Regions from separate parts of the Mus musculus genome. Here region 1 is linked to region 2. The links are chromatin contacts, called in public HiChIP or PLAC-seq maps. All regions are on one chromosome and are shown on one strand. Each heading gives the region's core, a stretch centred on a gene start, on an enhancer-like site or on the middle of the called end of the contact. The rest is flanking DNA. Distances are from core to core; before and after follow the strand shown. Region 1 overlaps Gm30515 (a long non-coding RNA gene). Region 2 has its middle 27 kb from the start of Gm30290.

What was found. HiChIP or PLAC-seq counts read pairs in DNA pulled down with a chosen protein or histone mark.
Region 1: a contact with region 2 is called in an H3K4me3 HiChIP or PLAC-seq map of embryonic basal ganglia, with 2.2 times the contacts expected there. The contact joins two enhancer-like sites. A contact is called at or near these places in 1 of 484 Hi-C or Micro-C datasets (cerebral cortex) and 4 of 115 datasets of contacts at active chromatin or transcription factors (differentiating embryonic stem cells, embryonic basal ganglia, embryonic forebrain and 1 more).

Annotation. Positions count from the first base shown.
Region 1 is chr12:27,060,811-27,065,904 of GRCm38.p6, forward strand. Gm30515 (a long non-coding RNA gene) reads right to left here. Exons shown (of 7, transcript XR_001780580.2): 3 at 1-2,809. Among named protein-coding and RNA genes, the nearest start is that of Gm30515, 20 kb to the right of the region's middle. RefSeq lists an enhancer at 1-2,289. Within about 2 kb of position 1,556, at least 109 of the 459 cell types and tissues checked have an H3K27ac peak or open chromatin away from gene starts, as enhancers often do. A contact at or near this core is called in cerebral cortex, embryonic basal ganglia and embryonic forebrain, where this site is marked.
Region 2 is chr12:26,901,563-26,906,763 of GRCm38.p6, forward strand. No RefSeq gene overlaps it. Among named protein-coding and RNA genes, the nearest start is that of Gm30290, 27 kb to the left of the region's middle. Within about 2 kb of position 1,654, at least 48 of the 459 cell types and tissues checked have an H3K27ac peak or open chromatin away from gene starts, as enhancers often do. A contact at or near this core is called in cerebral cortex, embryonic basal ganglia and embryonic forebrain, where this site is marked.

The DNA of each region.
Region 1 (5,094 bases), core at 306-2,805, 160 kb after region 2:
ATTTTAAGTCCAAGAGGGCTTCTCTTCCTTGCACACCCTGGATATTTCAAAGCGAGCCCATCTTCACTGCAGGAGAGAGTTTATTCAGGTGTTATGAATCAGACAAGGGCTCAGGGATGCAAACTGGGGCTGAGACAGGGCCCCCGCGAGTCTGGTCCCCTCCCCGATAAAAGAAACATAACAAACCCCTAGAAAACAGTCCTCCAGTAATCTCCCTGCCTGCGCCAGGAATAGGGGTGACGGAAAACTGCCCTCTCATTATAGTCCTGGTCTCAAGGTTAGAATTAGACCCTTAGGGTAAGGAGCTGTCAATTAGAGATAACTCCAGCCTGCTGTCTGCAGCCGGGCTTATCTCCTAGCAACTCTCCTCATTCAGGCCACAGCCCTTGGCTCTGCCTGCAGCTCAAGAGCCATCTTGAAGACAACAAAATAACCTCCTCATTTTGAGCAGATGCATAAAGAATTCTTCTCTGGGTCCTTGATGGAGTCTCGTCCTTGATGAAGCCCGGGTGACATTCGACTAGCAACGGGGCTGGGGAGATCTGCAAAGAATTATGATTGGGCTCCCGTCCAGCTGCAGATGTTTCCATGGGAAGAGCACATGGAAGGGTCTGGCCAAGCAATCAGAGCATCTAAATTCAATCTGAGACTGGGTGCCTCCTTCTTCCAGATCAGAGCCTGGCATGTTTATGCAGGAGCCAGCATAGTCTTTCTCCTGCCTACTTTCTGCTTAGGAAGAATTTGCCCGCAGTTGGGAGTGCAGTGGCTCTGGTTGCCACGGGAACTCGGCCTCTCCTTTATTCACCATGGCAGGGCATATAGAGAGAGCCAACAAGCATAAATCGTATTAAGCGATGCACGGGGTTATCCACCATGGATGTAGGCAACATCACAGAATTTACTACTGGACCCTATACTTGGTGTGCAGAGAAAATGCAGGCTACAAATTCCTTGGAGCTGTCTACTCATTAGAGCTAGGAATCGTGCTGTTGACTTTTCTAATCGCAAGCAGAGTTAAGGGTGGCAAAATGCTGGAAGACTCTTAGGGGCTGGGGGAGAGGCAAGCCTTTGATTTTTTCACTGGAGTGGAAAATGATAACAAAGGGATATCTAAGAAATGTTGTAAAAAAAAAAAAAAAGATGAGAAATACCCAGTGTGCTGTGGGTGTAAATTAGATAGATGGTGTTCTTAGAATTGAAGATTTGACTTAACAAAACTCTCCTGGAGGACAACATCAAGGAGGTACACAGACAAGGAGCAGGGGCCATTTTTTTACCGAAGCGGTTCTCCTTTTGCCCCTCCCCCACTGCTCCCCACTCGGTGTTACGCGCGGCTCTGCAGCACTGGCTCTCCTATCCAGCCTTCCAATCTCCCCTCCTCTTCATCAATGGAGAGACTATCTGTTTTGTTCGGCTGCTTTTATGTTTGTGAAGAACCCAGCACAATTTTTTATCAAGCTAGTTGGGTCAGAGGAAAGAGCTGTGTACAGGGGCAGAGGAGACAGAAGGAGAACGCCAGGCAGCTGCCATGCCGGCTGCTAGGCACTGTGGACACAGAGCTTGGTTTAGCTTTGCCGTGGCTTTCCTCCTGCCCTCCCTCACACTCAGTGCAGGGCTCATTAAGCTCCCCTGCTAGGTTTCCTATTAGGGCTTGTCAATATCCCAAGCTGCAGCATAGCTTCTGAAACAGGGGAGAGAAGGCTTGGGCAACTTTGAATAAATCTTTTCTGTGCTTGTCTGAGTGGGACATACACACAATTTTGTTTCAAAATGGAGACTCTAGATTTTAATTTTAAAAAGCAGACGGATACATCACAGGATATTCAGCATCTTAAAATTAAACGACATGCAGCTTGCAGAAATTAATATTTTCAGGTTGCTGAAGAAGAAACTGGGAAACTGAGCTCTGTTATGTTCTGAATTGTTCTCACTAAGCAAATACACCTTAGGAGCTTTCTTTGATGTTATTTTCTTATGCAATCCAATCAGTTGTGAATATGCACAGTGCCCTGCATCTTTTAAAATAACATTTCTAATGGGCCATTCTTTACAGGGTAGAGGCTACCCCTGCACATAGAGCATGCTGGTTGGCATTACATTTGAATATAGTAACGAAAAAATGACTTATAAAAAGAAGAAATATCTCTAGCAATCAAAGTTTACTTTATTAAACAGCAGATTGGCAATGTCTCCAGGATTCTTATGTGGACTGCCATTGCTGGTTGCCTAGGAGATGAGGGAACTTAACTGCTTCACTGCCACTGGACTGCATGGATTCTTGCAGCGTGGTCTAGAAGCTCACAGAACAGTCCCCGGCTCGGGAACATGCACCCACAGGCAGCACTTGCAAAGGCTTTTGGCCAATAAAAAGATTCCAAGATAGGGTTGCATCTTAAAAAAATTGACTTTTTCTTCTGTTTCTGAATATTTTCATTGCTGAGTTTTATTTGATTTTTGTATATATGAAATGGAGCTATGCTAATTACCTTCAGTGTTTGGTTATTCTTCCCTATGGAGTGATTTTTGAAGAACTATGGGTGTCCTTATTTACTCCAAATCTGGGTTTAAGAAAAGCAGGGATTGATTTTGTGTGTGTGTCATATTTCTGGGTTTTTTTTTTAAATGATGCTTTGAAATAATGTGAATTATTATCATATGTGCCATAGGATTGTCCTCCAGCACCATCCTATCTGGCGTAGGGAAAACTGCATTTCAGCCAAGCATGGATCTTGGGGGAGAGGAGGCCAGCCCTGGTCCTGTGGGCTGAGTGACCTTGGTAAATCACACATTCCTGGGCCTAGGTTTCTGCCTGTGGGGGAAGAAAGGAAGCACAATCAAATATTCAAATACAAATCCTGACATGCAAATATGGCTCTTTCTTGCTATACGTCCATGTGCATTTGGTGAGGCATTAGGAACTGTGCAACTGATCTCATTCAATAGAACTGCCAGTCTTCCGAAAGCACCAAATACAGTACGTAGTTGGCTTTACCGCTTGAAGGTTTATATCTGACTGTTCTTGTGTTTCCATCCAGCAAATCTAAAAGCAGCCATTATTGAAATAATTCTCTAATTTTGCAGGCTGACTTTTTTTTATGCCCTGTAGATGATTCTAACTACAGGAAAGTGCCTGAGATTAAGAACATTATCTCATAGGGAAAAAGAATCCTTCCTTTAAAAATATTTTGTTTACTTAAAACCACAGATCTCAGGCCTTTTTCTCATCATCTTTGATAACACTTTTTTCTCAACCATGTTAGTAACATTCTCTTAACCTTGAAAAAGAGGTCCCAAGCCTGAGAAACTATAGTCACAGCCAGAAAGGGGATCTGGGGTGTGACAAGATTCAATGAGCCAGGAAAACACAGCAAAGGAGGACACTTGACCTCAAAGTATGGCTTAGACTTTGTTCCCCTTTCTAATTTCTCATTTAGAGAGAATTCTGTTCAGAAGATGTTTCCTCTATTCAAGACATGGAAGGAATAGAAAATACAGTTTAAGGAATTGCACTGAGTAGATGGCTATTCTCTTGGGAGGCGTACAAAAGCTATATAATCAAAACAGCAGCAACTTCAACTTATTCTTTATTTCTAGGAAAGGACTTGTGTTGAAGTCTTGCATACATACATAAGTGCATACATACATATACATGCATACATCTATACATATACACATATACATATACAGACATATACAAACACATATACATACACAGACATACATACATATTCACATATACATACACGTACATACATACACACATATACACATGCACACATCGTATACAATACACACACACACACACACACAGTGGGAGGGGGAGAGCAGCAAGCAGATTAGCTGATCCTAACAATATCAACATTTCTTGAAAGTAGATATCCAGACTCTGTCGAGGCTCTGTGAAATGAAATTTTACATATCTCACCTAAATACACACCAAGCTCTAATTTTCCCTCACATCACATGACTCAATGATAGAGTATCCCTAAACAGATCCAAAACGAAGCTTTTGATTCTGACTCAATGCACTAAAGCATGTGTGTGATCAGAGAGGAAGTCTAGAAATAGTGACCAGGCTGCTTCTCTAGTTTAACAAGGCTTCTGCTGACGACGGATCGATGGAGCCAAGCCACCAAAGAACATCTCAGCCTTATACCGTCGATGCTTTGGACTTACCATCGCATCAGAGACTTCTCTGTGAAGATCAATCTTGGTTTTGAATTCAGTGTGGGTGAGGGGGGGCTGCTGACTCAGGGAGCCTGAGGGAACCAGGGCCTGCTGCTAAACAACAGCCCGTCCCCAGCAGGACAAACACACAGAAGGCAGAATGAATGGCCTCATCTACACGCCAGCTATTTGATATGCAGATCGGGCCGCAGGCCTCTTCAATAGCTGAGCACTCCATAGGCAGCAGGTGCAGCCCAAGTGAGTGGCCTTCCCTCCTTGAAAGAGCTGGGCTGCCTCCCTCTCTCCCTCCAGCCCTTAACTGTTTCTGGAGCGCTATGATCTTCACCCCTTTTAAATGTAGACGATCCTTTTACAGGCTGGATAGACCTTCTACTTTTCACTCTGCCCCTATCCGTAAGCCTGGGCATGAAGCCACGGAGCGACAAAGGAAGAAAATCTGCCAGGCTCTTGTTAATGATGGTACAGCAAGGCAGGAGAGCTGGGAGGTCAAGCCACCAGGCAGTTACCAGCCTCCATCACCCACAGCCTGTGCCCATGTCTCCTGGACAATAGATAAAGACTCTTATATCAGAGTTTTCTTCGCCATTTGTGCTGGAACTAGAAATCCATGTTAAAGGTGTGTGTGTGTGTGTGTGTGTGTGTGTGTGTGTGTGTGTGTGTGTGTGTGTGTGTGTGTGTGTGTGTTTGACAGAGACAGTGATACAGAGACAGAGAGACCAATTGCACAAATACCTGAGTGATCCACTGTAAAACCTTCAGTGTGTTTCCTCAGGAGCCGACTGCCTTTGTTTTTGTGTTAGGGTCTCTGAATAACACACTGCACCCTGGCTTCTAGATTAGAGAAGTCTAGCTGGTCATTGAGCCCTGGAGATGCCCTGGTTTCTGCATTTCACCTGCTGGGATTAC
Region 2 (5,201 bases), core at 404-2,903:
TTTAGCTACCATGGTTTTCATTGTGACATTCCATGTGTGTGTGATTAAATATGATGGTTATTCATTTTTATTCTGACCCTTCCCTGCAAAAGCTATTTTTACTTTATTAAAAAATTAAACAGAAAAAACAGAACTCCTGTATCCTAGTCCACACATAGCAACCCCATTGGAACCCTAAAATAAATTTCTAGCTTTCTTCTTTTAACTGCTTACCACACTGATATATTATTATTAAAGGTGCATAGCTTCCATTCTCGAGCCCATGTGTGATACTTTGTGTTGTATGTATTCTTCCAAGTGTACTCACATGTATCCATCATGATAGCAACCCACAGAATAGTTACTCTTCCCCAACACACTATGCAGATTCCATCTTTGTCCATTCTTTGCCCACATCCCCATGGTAACCACTGGCATTTTTACTTTCTCAACACTTTTGCACATCTAGACTATCTCATAATTTGGAATCATGCCACATAAATGGCTTTCTTCAATTTGTCTTATTTCACTTGGAAAAATGTGTTCGGAGTTTTTCCATGTCTTTTTATAGCTTGATAGACTTCTTTTTAGGTCTTAATAATATTCTGCCTGTTGGAATACATCATAGTTTATCCATTCACCTCCAGAAGTATATCTTGGTTGCTTTCAATTTTTAACAATGATGAATAAAGCTACAATAAACTTGGCATAAAAGTTTTTTGTTCTTTTGTTGTTGTTATTTTCATTGGGGGGGGCTCTTCATTTGTTTGTTTGGTGTGGATTCATGCTTTCAACTTATTTGGGTATGAAACATGTTTTCAAGAACTTCTCAAAAATGTATTGTGTGCTTTCTAGAAAGGTATGTATGATACCTGACCATCTGAGAAGAGTAAATGAGAGGACTGAGGGGTCATTCCCTGGGGTTCTCTGGATGCTCAGTTTTGCCACAGGCCTGAGAGAAGAGTCCAGCAGGTGTGATACATGGCTCATCTCAGTTCTGGGCGTGCAGGGTGGGATGAGAGTCTGAAAGTTCTCAAAACACCCGTGTCTTCCTAAACCTGGCAAGGACTCACCTGAGCATAGGAGACAACTGATCCAGCACAGAGGGTAGAACCCAAAGTCAGAGCTAAGAAGCCCTGCCCACAGCCTCAGGGTGCCTCTGCTCTCTTTCCTCACGAAGTCGTTTACTTTAGCTGGTCACATTTAGCATTCATACAGACTATATTTCATCAGACTATCACCCTGAAAGTAATTTTCCCTCAGTTGAATACCTCTGAATAAAATATTTCTATTTTATTCACCATGGGTGGTGGGGCAGGATTCTGGGTTTATAACAACCATCCATTCAGAAACACAAATTTTCTTCTCTTTTGTCCTGTGATTTGTGTCTATAAAACTTAAAATAGGGAAACTAAGAATGAGAGTCAACATCCCCATCAGGAATAAAGAGGAAAATGAAGGACTCCTGAACCCATGGAGGCTTTTGGGCACAATGGTGTAAATTAGAGAGAGACCACTGCCATTTAAATTACACGTGAAGATACCAGCACAGAGACCCAGTGCTCATCAGAGTGATGAATGCATCCCAACTTAGAAGCAGTCAGAGCCACTTTGAAAGATGAAGGCTGAGGCTGGAAATCGATTCTGTTGAGAAGACACACCTCTCAGTGGAGAGGGAATAAGCTGATATGGAGAATTCCTGTCTAAGCTCCAGCCTCGTAGTGTAAAGTGCACATTCGCACAGTGCTGATGCTGGCGTGAATACACAACTTCTGTCCCAGGGAAAAAGCAGACCTGCAGAGCAAGAACAGGGAGGAGAGACTGACAGACAGAAAACGTACATGCGCAGGTCATGGGTAAGGGGGATGTACGTAAGTTGCAGGTTTCCAACACAACTCAGGCCATCCAAAGCTCTGTACCACCCTTGTCTGTAGGATAATGGCAACATTGACAAACAGCACCCGTGAAGAGAACACGGGGCACAAACTCCGCGGTTTGCTTTTGTCTTCAACGGGGAACTGGACCCTGTGTCTTTATTTCTCCTGGCACGTGGCCCAGGCGGGCACCCTCCTGAGACCTTGGGGCTACTCACAAGACAGTGCACACCAGGAGCCACGCCCTTGCTCGCCTTTGCTACCGCAGCTGCTGCAGCAGCCGGGTCCAGCAAGGCTGCCTGCACTGTGGTTGCTTAAGATTTCATGCCTCCAGGTGCTGCATGGGTTATTCATGAAGGCTGCAGAGCTGTCGCCATGGGAGCCAATTGGCTGCGGTGCTTTTAGCATATTAATAACCTCCCCTGATTTAGTGCTGGGCGGGGCAGCCACCTGCACCTATAGTAGACAGCGAGTGATTGGCTTTTCGGTTTGCAGAACCCTACTTGTTATTTCTTTCCTGAGGGGCCAGAAAGAATATTTACAAATGAATCCAGGAAAGCTGGAAGCCAGGGAGCCTCAAAGAACTCAGACTCTATGGATTCTCTCTTAGGGTTGGGGTCCTTCTTCCGTTCAGGCTTCTCCCTCTCTTCACCAACAATGGGGGCCAGGAAAAAAGCTATGAGACTACAGATACTACATCAGAGGACCAGGTGATGGAAAGCTTCCTCACCAAGAGAGATAGAGGCTGGTGAATCCTGCTTAGTGGCAAGGCATTCTATACATGTTCATTCTAACCATTGTCCATGTGGGCCAGGGAAACAGGATGCTGCTTTAAGGTCATGACCTTGGAACAAAAAGGGTCAAGTTGCAGGACCTGTACAAACAAGTTGTCAGTCTGATGGGGAATTAAGTGCTCCCCAAAAGGAGGAAATTTGTATGCATAGGCCAGGAAAAGGGCTAGGACCCCAAAGGTGAAGCACATCCAGGATGGCAAGACAGGGTGGAGGTGTCGTGTTCAGTCAAACACATGTGTGTGGAGTGCAGGATAATGTGTGGTATCATCACCATCATCGCCACCACCATCATCATCTGTACAGCGTAACCTTGTCAGACTCTTTGTGGCCTAAAGATGTCATAGTGAATGATTGATCTTTCAAACGTCATTACCCACAGTGTAGGGAGCCTGCTCTAGAGCAATGTAAGGAAATAGTTGCCTTTCCCTTTAGCAAAGGAAGTTGAAGTCCTCAGAGTCTACATATGAGGCTTCCAGAGAGAAAGGGGTACACAAAGCAATCGCTGGTCTCTTCCAAGCCAGTCTGTGGCACACACAGGGCCCCAGAGTGCTGGGTGAAAATTAGACAGGACATCACACTTCCAGGAAATAAGAGAAGACTTCTAGGCAGTATAAAATGACAAAGCACCTCCACTTGCCGGAGACATCTGAACAAGCCAGTGTCATAGTTCATGTTCTGGCTTAGTGATGTCCTTTGAGGAGGGATAGCAGCTGGTGATAGTGGTCAGAGGAGCACTTCTCAAAACACTTTTGAAATTACTGGCAACTCCGAGGGAGCATTTTGTAGAAAGGAGGCTGGAGCAGCATTAGAAATGGCTAAGTCACTGTGTCGATTTTCTGCAAAGGTTTAGTGATGTTAAGTTGCTGCCGTGGTTTGGGTCTTGTTGAGAATTGAAGTCTTTTGGGTACTAGGTTGTGTCACAACAGGAAACTAAGTAGCCAAAAGAGTCAGAGTTTGCCTAGCAGGTGATCATTGCATGTGAGGATGCCAGGTTATGTTCTTGGTTCTGCCTTTTGGCATGCATTGTCTGTCCTTTGGCCTTGTGAACTTTTCAAGAGAGACCTTGACACTTTGAAGGACCAGACACTGGCTCTGTACTGTTACAGATGGGTTCTGGCTCTTTCTGCACAGGCAGAAGTGTGGGTTTTAATAATGGTGAGAGTTTCCAGGTCTGAGTACCAGTCCACTGATATCATGTGTGACCACATGGAAATGTACATGTAGGAGAGAATATGTTCATGAATAGAGATGGCTTTGACTTAGCACTTAGACTCCACAGACCACTGCATGTTCATACCTTAGTGCCCCCAACAAATAAAAAAATAAACTTTTCCTAAATCTTCATTTATCTTCATGAATCTTGATGAGCCTGCCCCAGATCTACAGAGAAATGACCCGGTGGAAGCCCAGGAAGAGACAGTAGAAAGATGGATGGGGCTGGAAGGAGGACAGTGACTTGATGATGTCATCATTGTGGTGGTCCAGATCTCATGGAAATCACCTGAACAGCTTGGCAGCTGGCTGCTTTTTGACAGGAATCAGTCAAATGGAATGAGGTGGCTTCTGTTTTGTAGTTTCAACTCAGGCCAGTGGCTGTGGGTGTACATTTTCTCATAAACTGGGCAACCCACAAGTGGACAATTGTTCTTGAATTAAAACTTTAAAGCAGGAGTGGAAGGAAAAATTAAATGTCCAGAGTTGTGAATGGTAAGACCTACCATAGCCCTGAAGCAGGGCACCAGGCTTCTACCAGAGCCCATTGCAGGGCTGCTCACAAACTTCCAGCCATGCTCTGAAACTGCACTGAGCATGGAAGAGCTCCACTTCAGGTAGAGGAAGCCCTTTGCCATTATTTTAATAAAGCAATTTGGAGTGGCTACCAGCACAAAGGCAATATCTATATGGTAAATATATACATACGTAATTAGATGGCCATGAAATTATATAGGATGGTGTTTAAAGACTCAGAGGGTTCAAAATTGAAATGGAAGCCTGGTAAATAACCCATTATGCCCAAAGAAGTCCTGATTGCCTATTCATAGCTGAAATTTACATGAACCCATGTTCATTAAAGAATGAATAGCTGCTAATTTGCAGCATAACCAAGCAAAGTTCAGATGACAGAATTAAAGGAAAAAAAAAAAACCCTTCTCAAATCAGAAACCTACCAGCTGTCCCCTATAAATTAAAAACCACTGCAGCTTCCTCTGTATACTGGAAACCTATTCTTAAGTCCCACTATCTAATTAAAATACCCAGAAAAAAAATGTATAGATTGCAGAAATCAGAATTTAATAATAAGAAAGAAAATGAGAAGAATACAATCAGTCTATTTGTTAAAGGAAATTCTTAAATGGCTTTCTTTTAAGCCCCCTACCCCCGCTCTCTTTGTCTTGATGTGTGTGTGTGTGTGTGTGTGTGTGTGTGTGTGTGTGTGTGTGTGTGTGTCTTTATCTCTTTCTTGTCTAAGCATCATGCAAGAACACAGTCATGCTTTAGGCAGATCTGAAAAATTAAACGATTAACCCATTTAACAGGTTGGCCTTGAACTCAC